Linked DNA regions of Mus musculus: region 1 is linked to region 2. Evidence: chromatin contacts called from public Hi-C data. All regions are on one chromosome and are shown on one strand. Each heading gives the region's core, a stretch centred on a gene start, on an enhancer-like site or on the middle of the called end of the contact. The rest is flanking DNA. Distances are from core to core; before and after follow the strand shown.

Evidence for each region. A called contact is a pair of places that touch in the nucleus more often than the background predicts.
Region 1: a Hi-C map of the N1E-115 cell line shows a contact between it and region 2, with 2.6 times the contacts expected there. The contact joins two enhancer-like sites. A contact is called at or near these places in 1 of 15 datasets of contacts at CTCF or cohesin (the NIH/3T3 cell line), 3 of 484 Hi-C or Micro-C datasets (the N1E-115 cell line, cranial neural crest and nephron progenitors), 2 of 115 datasets of contacts at active chromatin or transcription factors (embryonic basal ganglia and pancreatic cancer cells) and 1 of 9 other capture datasets (embryonic stem cells).

What each region holds. Positions count from the first base shown.
Region 1 is chr14:24,768,647-24,775,002 of GRCm38.p6, forward strand. It overlaps Gm31775 (a long non-coding RNA gene), which reads left to right. Exons shown (of 3, transcript XR_874414.2): 3 at 3,884-4,063. Among named protein-coding and RNA genes, the nearest start is that of Gm31838, 9.3 kb to the right of the region's middle. Within about 2 kb of position 2,130, at least 47 of the 459 cell types and tissues checked have an H3K27ac peak or open chromatin away from gene starts, as enhancers often do. A contact at or near this core is called in the N1E-115 cell line, where this site is marked.
Region 2 is chr14:24,526,561-24,532,724 of GRCm38.p6, forward strand. It overlaps Gm31720 (a long non-coding RNA gene), which reads right to left and starts at 368. Exons shown (of 3, transcript XR_383260.3): 1 at 135-368. Within about 2 kb of position 3,956, at least 56 of the 459 cell types and tissues checked have an H3K27ac peak or open chromatin away from gene starts, as enhancers often do. A contact at or near this core is called in the N1E-115 cell line, where this site is marked.

The sequences.
Region 1 (6,356 bases), core at 880-3,379, 240 kb after region 2:
GCAAGAGAGGTCAGGTGTGTAACTTTCCACACATAGCCTTGTATCTCAGATTTTAGGATATGGGATCTGAGCTGGTACCCCATTTAGTTTACAGAGCTGTCAATCCAAATGAGCTCCGCCTCCAGCCTTCCTCCTGTGGCCTCCAGCCTTGCTCCTGGGGCCTCCAGCCTTGCTCCTGGGGCCTCCTTGCCTCCATTCCTGTTCTCCAAATGACTCCCATGAAGCAGTCAGGTGACACTTCAACCAACAATGCCATTAGATCACCCCAGAGAACAGAACCGAAGTATCCCATGGCTTCTGAGGTTCAATTAGGATTCCCAAATAGTGTCTGCAAAACCAGCAGAACATACCATTCCTTCACCACCACCCCCGCCCCCGCCCCCCAAACATACACATACACACATACAAAGGACTGGAAATCAATGCTGTGGCTCCTGACCTGCATAGTCTTAAAGAAAGAGAACAGGCTAGAATATCTCTCTCTCTCTCTCTCTCTCTCTCTCTCTCTCTCTCTCTCTCTCCCTCTCTCCCTCTCTCTCTCTCTCTCTCTCTCTCTCTCTCTCTCTCTCTCTGTAGGTGTGCTTGTGTGTGTTATGTATAGTCACACTTAATGTGGGAAGGGTGACTGTCTCATCAATCTTTTAAATTACTTACATGCAGGTAAAAAGAGTGTGTGCTTCATGGGAGACAATAAACACCGTTCTCATGAGGGTATCTCCGACAAAGTAGGAGTCCAGTGGTCTAGAAGTTCCTGCTCTGACTTTGTCTGACCTGTACCCTGAACACTCAGCCTCTGTCTATACTGGTCAGCTTGAGCCAGCCTTCAGAGAGGCTTTTGTCTGGGAAGGGCTTTCTCTTTCTCTTTTCCATCTCTGGCTAAGCATCACTTCAGCTGGAAGCCCTTCCTCCCCTCTCCCCTGTCCCTGACCCCCAGCACCAGGGCCATCCTCTTCAGCCTACTGCATTAGCACCAGGGCTATCCTCTTCAGCCTACTGCATTCTGTATATCCTGAGTGTTTCATATGCTTACCATGTCAACATCAGTGGCCTTCTCTACACTGTATGCTCCACAGAGGGTGTCACCCTGGGGGAGGACATCTGTTAGCCCAACAGGTGTCAGGACAGGTTCGTTTCCGCTTACTATTGCTCCTTAGGTCTACCTACCACCATGCCTAGAACACACATTGAGCAAACACGTGGGGAACATAAATTGTAAAGGGTAGATTACTGTGCTTTTTATAAATGAGAAAACTGAAGCTCAAGTGGGCCCTCAAGTGTGTGTCTGAGGCACCAGACAGGTGACCCATGGGAGCCTAGTTCTCTAGGAAGGTCTCTGGCTTTGTTTGCCCTTCTCAGTTTCCTGTTCATATCCCTTGAAGGTGTCTCTGGGACTCAGGCTGACGGATGCACCCTCCCCACCCCCTCCAGCTGTCTGAGCTGAGCCTGATGCACAGGGCTAGCTGGGAAGACACAACTCAGACAGTGACAGCGACAATATTAGGAGCGAAAGAGATCAATTAAGCCCATCGAGCTGATTTGTGAAGCTGATTAAATTAGGAGCCTCCCTGGGGGCGGCTTCCCTCTCAGGTTGACAGGCCAGCTGCTTGCTGCCGGGCTGGGGGTGCTCACCAGCCCCCCAGAGAGCACTGGGGCCACTTTACTCTGCTTGATGTATGGAGAGGGGATAAAGAGAAGCCACATTTAGACTGCTCAGGGAGCTTAGGACTTGGCCCTCCCCTTGAGCTTCACATGGGATCCCTTGGAGGACCTGGGGAAAGGAGGAAGGGGCCTAGCCTGGCTTACAATAAGATACTGGCCTTCTGAGAGGCATCGTAGCCTGTTTAGGGACCCCAGGTTTGGAGGTTCGGATGAGGGTGAAGTGGAAAGGGCGACTCAGGACTTTTGGCTTCTGCATTCCGTCCCCACTTGGGGCTTCCTGGTTGGTTTATTTCTCCAGTTTTTCCAGGCTCAAGGCTCTGGTTCTCCCTCCCCACCCCCACCCCCCACCCCCATTGACTGGATATAATCAGATTATCTCTCTAGTAACCTGACCCCTCTGCCTGGCCTCAGGTCTCCCTTTCAAGGACTGTCCCCAGGGCAGTTTGGCAAGAATATCCTTGTATTTCAGAATGTACCCCCCCTCCTGGCCCCTGGGTGGGGGGCTGGGAAGTGGGTTTGGACAAAGGTCCTGTGTGTGCATAGGGACAATGGATGGGGGAGGTTACAGAAATGAGGTCACAGGCTTCTCCAGAGCATGAAGACTGGGGAAGGGGGATGTTTTGAATGCAAGCTGAAGAAATTGACCATCGTCATCCTCCTACCCTTAGTGACAGCAGAAGTTGTGATACCCTGAAATATCGGGTAGCCATTGTGTGCTGTATTTCCAGATGGATGGCAGGTCCAGAGAGCCCTGGATGCCTGGAGAGGAGCACTCAAGGCATAGAATGATGGAGGGCTTCCTAGCAGAGGTGGCCTGAGGCTGGGAGACAAAGACTAAAGCCCATGAGGGGAACAGAGTATTTCAAGGAGCCTGAGGATCCCTTTAGTGAGTGGCCAGAGAGGAGGCTGGTGGGAGAGCATCTGGCCCACCCCAGAGCCTGGCTTCTCCTCAACCAACCTTCTTTCTCTGCACAAGTCATGCTAGAACACAATCAATTGAAAAAAATACCCACGTAAGCCAAAAGATGCTCAGGGCTGTGTGTCCCCAAGTGGTAGCAGCAGGATTTGCACCCAGGTCTTTGGGGGCTTTGGGAACCTCAGTTCTTTTCTGGGCTTACACCCAAACTTCAGCTGGGAGTGTGTGAAAGACCTTTGGAGACTCACAGGTCTCAAGAGGCAGGACAAGGTGAGGGTAAGAGTGTTGGAAAGTAAGATAGGCAGGAAGTCAGATGGGCAGATGGGCGGTGGGATTCACTCGGCCAACTGAATCTGCCTCCTTTCAGCTTACCTTCTTCCTCTCTAAACCAGGCATATGGAAGTATCCATATCCTGGAGCTATTGTGAGGATTAAATACAAATAGCTTACAATAGTGCCTGCTGCTGTGAATCTTAGCCATTGTGGTCCAGGATAGAGTCTGGAATGTAGTGGGCTCAGGTCTTGAGAGAGCACTCCACAGAAATAGCAAGACATATCATCCACGCCCTTCCCATGTTGGTGAATCTGCTCTTGAGTTGGCAGAACACTCCATGTTCTGCAGAAAGTGACTCATGCCCACCTCTGAATGGAAGAGTCCCTCAGCCTCCTCCTCCAACATACTCAGAAGCTGAGCTGCTTAGAGACTCTAAGGGAGCAAGTGAGCAGCAGGGTCCTACCAGGCTCCTGAGTGCTAGCTCAGGGTCTCTTGGCTCTGAAACAGGTACTTTCTTTCTTGCAGACAAACAAAAGCCTCATAGAGCAAGCAGTGTTTGGGCACTCTTATTTGCAATTGCTAATGAGAATCAGGGCTGTTCTCCCTCCAAAGCCTCAGTCTCTTTTTTAATGTTTCTAGAAACATGGGATGATCTTCCTGCCACGCTGATGAAATATTAGCCATTATTTCTCTGTTAGTTCCCACTGGGAGTCAGTTCCTGACAAGGGGCGCCCAGAGCTCCGGAAGCTGGAGAAAGCCTTGTGTGATTTGTGTGAACCTTGCTAACATCTCTGCTCTAAGCAGAGGGCTACACCCAACAGAAAATGGCTTCATCTTCTCTTTCCACACCTGGCTTGCTGCCCAGCTGAGCTTTCTCCACTCAGGGAAGTGAAACAAAGAGCCTCCACTGTGGTCTTAGCGCCTCACCCCTGCTGCACAGGTCACAGGTCTGAGGGTACTTTTTCCATGAGCAATGGCCACTTCTCTCCTGGAAGCCTACTTCTTAGCCTAATCTAAGGTTGTCATTTCCCTAGATTGTTCCATGGACATCTTAACTGGCCTCACCACTTCCACCCTCCGCTGTGGGCACAGAAGATATCTTTAGGATTCCTCTTTAAGGAGCATGTGTCCCTTTCCCTGTCTGTGGGTTCAAATCCAAGGTCAACTGATTCTGGAGCAAACATACTTGGAATAAACGTCAGATCTACTCTGGACATGGGTTGTCTTTTTTGTCCTCACTGTTTCTGGAAAAAACACAGTGTCGTAGCTCTTCCCACAGCACTGAGCACTGAGGCATCTGACTCTGTGTGCCAAGGAAGGTTTGACAGGCTATATGCGAACACTGCAGCACTTTAAACAGTTGCCTGAACTCTGCCAAGCTTTGTATCCAGTCGGGACCCAGAGAGGACCCAGAGCATCATGGATAACAAAAGAAAACAAGTACCACTTTGCAGTTTCTGTGAAACTGGGAATTAAATCTATGTTAGGCAAATGATCTACCACTGAGCTATATTCTCAGCTATTTTTAAGGTTCTTTGGTTTTTGTTCAGGGTCTCGTGTAGACTAGGGTCACTTCAAATTTACTATGGAAGAGAGGATGAGTCTGTAAACTTCTGATCCTCCTGCCTCTATTTCCTGAGAAATGGGATTACCAGAATACCACTACATCCAGTTTCATGTGGTACTGGAGACAGAACCTACGGATCCCTGTACGCTAGATATCATAGTTAAGGTTTCTCTTGCTGCAACAAAGCAACATGGCCAAAAGTCAAGTTGGAGAGAAAAGGATTGATTTGGCTGGCACTTCCACATTGCTGTGCATCACTGAAGGAACTGAAATGGCATGATCTGGAGGCAGAGGCTGATGCAGAGGCCATGAAGAAATGCTGCCTACTGGCTTGCTTCCCAAGGTTTGCCCAACCTGCTTTCTTATAAAACTCAGGGCTACCCCCCTCAATCGGTCACTAATTGAGAAAATGCCTTATAGCTGCATCTTATGGAGACATTTCCTCAACGGAGGCTCCTTCCTCTTTGATGGCTCTAACTTATGTCAAGTTGACACACAAAACCAGCCAGTACACTGGGCAAGCACTCATTCAAGTCACATCCCCAGCCCAAGATGTTCCTTTTGAAATTTAAAATACAGAGCTACTGAGGTGGCTCAGGGAGGTATAGATGCCTGTCATCGAGGCGGATAACCTGAGTTTGATCCTCAGAACCCATGTGATGCAGTGACACAGCCAATTTGACAAGTCCTCTGACCTCCACATACATGTCATGGAGTGTGACCCCCCCCCCAACTTTTCTTCTCACAGTCCTTACTTCTCACGAGAATGACTGTTCCTCAGAATTCTTTCATGACCACCCCTGTCTCTCCATGAACCCCAGAAGATAAGTTGGACTCTCAGGCCACTTGAGACTTCTCCACAGCAGCATGCACGCTTGTAATCACTGGCTCATCTGTTGGCCGTGGTTTGTGTTCTGACCTGCAGGGTAGTGAGAATGGGCTTTGCTTTCCCCAGCCTCCTGGGTGCTTAGCATAGCTGGGGTGCTCAGCATATGCCTGGATGATGACTCGGGACCAAACAGGAAGGGAGGCACCCAAGGAAGGGACCTTTGAGAAGCCACTCCTGTGAGTATATCCTTACAACAACCTTGTGAATAGGAATAGCATATCTCCAAGTCATTCCAGAGCTTGAAGCGTCCAGGTGGTAGCTCACATCGAGTAGAGACTCTCCATCAACTGTCCCCCTTCCTGCCTCCCTGCCATGCATTCTCCTTGTTGCAATAGGTAGCTGGAAAGTTGTTGGGGGCTGCAGTTTTTCTTTCGCTGGTGTTTCTTTGGAGTTCATATCTGGACTCTTGTGTTGGCTAGTTTTTATGTCAAATTGATACAAACTGGAGTCATCTGGGAAGAAGAAATCTTAACCTAGAAAATACCTCTATATTATAGATCCTATACAGTCTATAAGATCAGCCTATAGGCAAGACTGTAAGCCATTTCCATGACCGATAAGGTATAGGAAAGCAGGCTGAGCAAGCCATGTTGAGCAAGCCAGTAAATAGCATTCATCCATGGCCTCTTGCCTCCAGGTTCCTGCCTGGAGTTCCTGCCCCAACTCCCCGCAGTAATAGGGAGTCCTGGGAGTCCTTTCTCCTCAGCTTGCTTTGGTTTTTCTTACCACCAGAACAGAAACCCTAAGACAGCTCCTCTCATGAAGCAAAATGAATCATGTGACCAGAAAGATTTGTATGGATTTATTCTGTTCTGTTCCGGCATAATCAACATGTAGACTGTGCACTTTATAAAGAACAGAAGGTTATTTCACTCATGGGCATGCTGAGGACAGGAGGCAGGCTTCTGATCTACATCTGGCCAGAGCTTCCTGATGTATCCAAACATGGTAGAGGGCATCACATGGCCAGACAGAACCTGTTGCTAGCTAGAGTATCTCTCTCCCCTTCCTAGGATCACACTAATGCCATCGTGGGGGCCCTTCCTTGGTG
Region 2 (6,164 bases), core at 2,706-5,205:
CTCGAAGTTGAAAGAAGCCTTCCTTTGTATTTCTGGCGCCTTGAATCTTTCAGCCGGATGCCAAGAACAGCATTAGCCTCCTTCACCCCAAGACCGACTGGGCCTCTGTAAACGATATTAAGCAATTAACTTACCAGGTCCCATCCAGACCACAGGAGACCAAGGGATCTCTTGCTTCTGGGTCTGGGGAAGTAGTTTGAACTGGGTTTTGCATCTGGGATTCAGGCTGGAGTGGTTACATGACAAGGCGGTATCATGCAGGACTCTGCACAGATCGGGCTGGGGGACGTGGCATCCCAGTGGGCATCGCCATGCCTGCATTGTTCTTTCCCTCCATCCTCTTCCTCATCACATTGGCTGAAGGAAATCATTATAACCTCTTGCAGTTTTTTGTAGCTCCTCTACTTGTTTCTTCATTCATTCATGCTGATATTCATGTGCTTATCCTAAGCCCTGGCTGTACCAGGGTTCTGAGCTACGGCTGGGCAAACACAGCCAAAAGATGGCAGGGTCCCTGCCTGCAAGGACTTCCATAGTCCGTCAATACTGTTGCACCTTTTTGTTCTAAGAGAACTGGTTCTGTGAACTTCCTTGTATGCTAAAATCCAAGGAGTCTCAACCGCGTATAGAAGATGGTATAGTGTTTTTGCTAAGATACACTCCTCCTCCCAGACACCTAATGCAGGGCAGATACTGAGTGTATCATGGTTCTAATGCGTTGTTTAGGGTGAATGACTGGGGGACAGCCTGTTCCTAGACAGTACGGGTACTATTCCTTTTAAATATTTTCTGCTCAAGTTGGTTGACTCTTTAGGTGTGCAGTGTTTGGATATGGTGGGGTAACTGCAGACTGAGCCATCAGAACCACTGGAGGGCTTCCTGAAAACACGGGGCACTAGGTCTGGAAGATGGTTCAACAGGGAAAGGCATTTGATATACATGCCTGACAGTCTAAGTTGGATTCCTGGAACCCACCAAAGGTGGAAGGAGAGACCCAACCCTATAAAGCTGTCTTCTGTTAGCCATGACCACACACACACACACACACACACACACACACACATATACACAGAGAGAGACAGAGACAGAGACAGAGAGAGGGGGTGGGCAGATATGAGAGAGAGAACTCTTTAATACAGTTCCTTATGTTGTGGTGATCTCCAGATCATAAAATTATTTTGTTGCTACTTCATAATTGTAATTTTCCTACCGTTAATGAATCCTATTGTAAATATGCAGGATATCTGATATGTGGCCTTCAGACAGGTCGCAACCCACAGGTTGAGGACCTCTGACATAGATTAATTTCAATATGAATATCAGCCTAGTGTTAAGTCTCACTAGCCCTTAGCAGGTCTTGACTTGGAACTGGGAGCCTTGGGGATGGCATGGCCAACGGGCAGAGAAAAAAAGGGATTGAGAGAAGGTCACGGGGCAGTAAGGTGGCTAATGCATGGTGCTTACACAGAACGAAGCCCAACTGTTGTAAGATATTTAATCACATTGTGAACCCTGAGATGGTGAACTGTAAAATCCTGTTTCTAATTGTGGTGTGGCTCAGTCTTTGATCCTAGAGCTTTCTGTTTACTGTAAACAAGTAGTTGTGGTGTGGCTCAGCCCTAGCACACACCTTTAATCCAAGTGCTAAATAAAGTTAACCATAGGTCAAGAGGCAGAGCAAGCAACCAAGCAGACAGGGATCCCTGTGAGCATAAGTGAACAGAAAGGAGGGTCTTTGAGGCAAAGGGCATTTAAGACATCAAAGGAGACAGAGCTTTTTTTGTTGTTGTTGCTGTTTTTCCTTTCTGGGATATTGGTGGAGTGGGAAGGTCAACTGGGTGCTTTCTTTGCCTCTCGGAGCTAGCAGGCTTTCACCCCAGCATCTGGCTCCTTAGTCTTCATTGGTAAAAATCGAACAATTGGGAATTTGGTTTTTTAAAAACAACACCCAACAGCTCAGTTGGCCAGGTTTTTGTAATCCGGCTTCATCTCCCTCCATCCCTCCCCCACACAGCCTCTCTCTGCTCTGTGAACACACCCTGCTTTTTCTGACCTTCCCAATGGCAAAGACTGTGTGTTCCAGTAGTTTTCCACCCCACACTCCCTCCTGTGCCTACATGAACCATCTGCCCACCCAATACCTCCACACCCAGCTTTTTAACATGGGTTCTGGGGACCAAGTTCAGGTCCTCATGCCTGTATGACATGTGATTTATAATCAAGTTATCTCCACAGCCCATTTCATTTTTGAGACAAGCTCTGGCTATGTTGCCTTGGATGTCTGGAACTTTTGATCCTCCTGCCTCCCCCTCTGAAGAGCTAGGATTAGAGACATTCAGCTGGTTTGTTTGACCTTTTACAGAGAGGATGGTTCGAGAATTGTTGATGGACCAGAGAGATGGATCAGCTGATAGGAGCACTGGCTGCTCTTTCAGAGGACCAAGGTTCAATTCCCAGCACCCACATGTTGGATCACAACCATCTGTGACTCCAGTCCCAGGAAATTCCGTGGCCTTTTCTGGCCTCTGAGGGCACTGCACACATGAGGTGCAAAACAAAACATACAAAAATAATAAAGTAAAAAAAATTTTTTTTTAAAGAATTGTGGTTGAGGTCTGGTGAGATGGCTCTATGAGTTAAAAGTAGCTTTGCCTCTAAATTTTATAACTCGAGTTAAATCCTGGAAATCCACATGGTGGAAGGACAGAGCTGACTCCTGGAAGATGTTCTTAGACCTACACACACACACACACACACACACACACACACACACACACACGTGTACATGCTCAAGTAAGGAAGTGTATTTGATAGAGGAAGATAGAGGTCATAGAGGAAGTCTGGCAGGGCTGAGAGACCAGGAGGGAGAATGTTAAATGAAGCAGGAGTCAGTTCATCAGGAGAGGCAGCCACATTTCAAGGGTTCTGTAGACACAAGTAGTAGCTACTACCATTGGGTGGAGCAATACAGACCTTTGCCTTTCCCGCGGGAAGTTCAAGGGAAGCCGTGTGTCTCGCTTCTAAGGAAAGAGCCATGTAGCAGAGGACCAGAGAGGAGCGTCTGGTTCCAGGACAGGCTGTGGATGCTGCTGAACTACAAGCATATCAGCAGCAGAGGCCACCAAGTTTGCCCGGCTACAGAAGCTTCATAAACCTGTCTTCAAAGAGGGAGGGGGGACAAAGCCCGTGTGTTCTGTGATAGAAACAGAGAGAACTGGGCCTCCCTAGGAGACTCTCCTTCCGCGTCTACCTCAGCGTCTTCATAGCAGTGCTGCCTCCGCTGGTACACAGATCTCTCTGAGTGGGGCTTCTGTATCCCGTATCTAAATGCCACAGTACTGACCCATACCCAGTGCTCCGTCACAGCTTGTGGAGTTGCCCAGTTAATCGGGGACCGGAATCCTGGGCAGGAAGAGCAGGGGACGGAGGTACAGATTTCCTGAGTGTAGTCTCTATTCTCTTCCTCCAGCTTCCTCAGTGGTGGTGGGGATACTGAGGTGGCTACTGGAACTTTATGCTCTTTACCCATTTACTTGGCATCTGTAATAGCCCTTCCCACCCACACCCCCTTTTCTAGAGGTTACATCCACGTGTGTTTGAGGCTTGGGCCGTTTCTGGCATCCCTACACTTGCACATCAGTTCAGGTGGCAGTTTAGAGCCAATTAAAATTTATAAGCCACAGGTAGTGAGTGAAATTCCGAGGATTAATTTGCTCAGTGGAGTATTAATCTGTGTAGTGTCATAGGTGCTTCCTTATTATAGCAACCTGCAAGACGGAGCAGAGGAGGCACACCCCTCTGGTGTTTGGCCGCAAATCCTCTAATTGATCCCACTGGGCTGCATGTGGGCGTGGCTTTCCCTCCCTCGCCGAGCTGGAGGGGGGGGTGGGAGGGCAGAATCAGCAGTTTGGGCTCACAGCTGTGCCAGCAGCCCTAGAGCCAGGCCCTCCTTCAGGCTCCTCCCTTGCTTTGCAGAGATTGGCCTGCTTTAGGTTTAGCCTCTCTATAAATTGCACTGCTTCCAGGGCACTCTACAAGGGTCAGTTTCAACTAAACCCCAGGGCTTGCTTTTGGAGCGCTGCAATTAGAGCCTCCTCAGTTAGGAGGCTCAGTGACTGTATTGATATGCTCCCCACACGCACCTCCATCAGCCAGCTAGCCACCCTCCTTACCTCAGAGATAGCCCAAGGGGCAGACGTTAGGACTTGCCACCAAAGAGGTTCAAGTCAGAGCTTCACGTTGGACAGAACATAACTCTGTCCGATCAGCTTTGGTACCAGAGACCTTTGCCCTACTTCATTTCCTTTTCCCAAGAGAGCTGGGTTCAGGAGCGCCTCTGGAAGGATCTCAGTCTCTGTGGCCTGGAGGATCTCAGCTTCAGTATCCCAGGTCAAAGCAGTGACCACGGAGCCTGGAGGGCTTATGGGGGGAGCCTAGAGGGTGAGGCAGTGGCTACCAGGCAGTGGCCCTTTTAGAAGATGGCTGAGAATTCTAGGTGTGGAGCCAGATAGCACTGGATTCAAGTATCCTTTCTGAACTTATTTTCTAATGAGAGTGGAGATAAAAGCTTGCATGTGGAGGTGATGCGTGCCTTGTATATATATCATGTTAGTGCAATATATGTAGGTAGCCTGTCCCCAACAATGCTAGCTTTTACTAGCTGTTAATAGCAATGATGAAATCGTCCCAAGGGCCCTCAATTTGTTATTTTTTTCTTCTCTTTTGGTGACTACCAACTGTCCCTGCTAATGGCTGTTACTGGTCTTGCCTACCTTATCCGATGGTGTGACAGTGGGGTGGAGTATTACGCGGGACAGCTTTGAACAATGTGTAGTTGGCTGTTTAAGGGATGATTGTTGCCAATAAACTGAATTAGACCCAACCCCTCTCCCCGATTATCTAGGAACAGGGCTTGAGGCCATTTCCTGTTTCTTTTTCTTTTTTTTTTCTTTTTTTTTAAGATTTATTTATTGATTATCTGTAAGTACACTGTAGCTGTCTTCAGACACTCCAGAAGAGGGAGTCAGATCTCGTTAGGGATGGTTGTGAGCCACCATGTGGTTGCTGGGATTTGAACTCTGGACCTTCGGAAGAGCAGTCGGGTGCTCTTACCCACTGAGCCATCTCACCAGCCCCCCATTTCCTGTTTCTTATACAGAATACTCCATACTAGGAAATATACAAAAAGAGGTTTATTTGAATGTATGGTCTGCTCAGCTACTGGTGAGGGCCCCATGCTGCCCCACACGGAGGAAGGATGTGAAGGCACTAGATGAACAAAAAAGATTGGGCGGGACAAGGGACCTGACTCACTCTGTGTCCCTCCTTTGTTAGGATGGAGTCTCGAGGCCCCAAGCATCTCTCCGATGCACTGATAGCCCTCAACACATTTTATTGGGAACCAAGTCTTTATAAGAGAGTTGGAGAAAAGTCAAATCCAAACCGTAGCAGAAGCCTCCCCGACTGCCTTCCCTTTCAGAGGGCTCTGACGGTGGGGTGAAGTGCAATCAAGGTTCACTGTTACCAGCAACAGATTGACTGTGGGTGATGTGAGTAGTGAAGACGTTTGCTCGGCAGGCATGATGGTGAGTGTCTGTAAGCCCAGCTGCCTGTTGTTAAAGGCCGGCCTGAACAAACTAGCAAAAATGGTTGAGAGTGCAGCTCAGAAAGGCAGAGTTTCTCTACAACAATCAAGGCCCTTCGTAAAGACTAGGGATCAGATAGAGGGAAGTCTCCAGGGAGAGTCAGGTGCTTGGTGTGCTCCCAAAGAAGAGGAGAGGGAGCGACACACCCATGACACCCTCACACAGGGGGCCTGGCCTTTCCTCTCCCTCTCTCTCTCTCTCTCTCCCTCTCTCCCTCTCCCTCTCCCTCTCTCTTTCTCTCTCTCTCAGGGGAAAGGGATGATGGAGACCCAGCTGTTGACAGAGCTGAGGAAGTCCTGGGGGCGAAGTTGTTTGCTGAGCAGTGGGGCTTCAGTCGAGCAGAGCTCTGTGGTGCTTTCTGTGGGTGGCAGGGAGAGGCAGAGTCACAGTGACGTTTAATCTTGACAGCTTGACTGGAATCAGAATCATTAGGGAAAACACAGCTACTGTAAGCCTATCAAGGAAGTCTCTACCCTGAGTGTGGGTGGCAGGGTCTCATGGGCTGGGGCCCTGAACTGA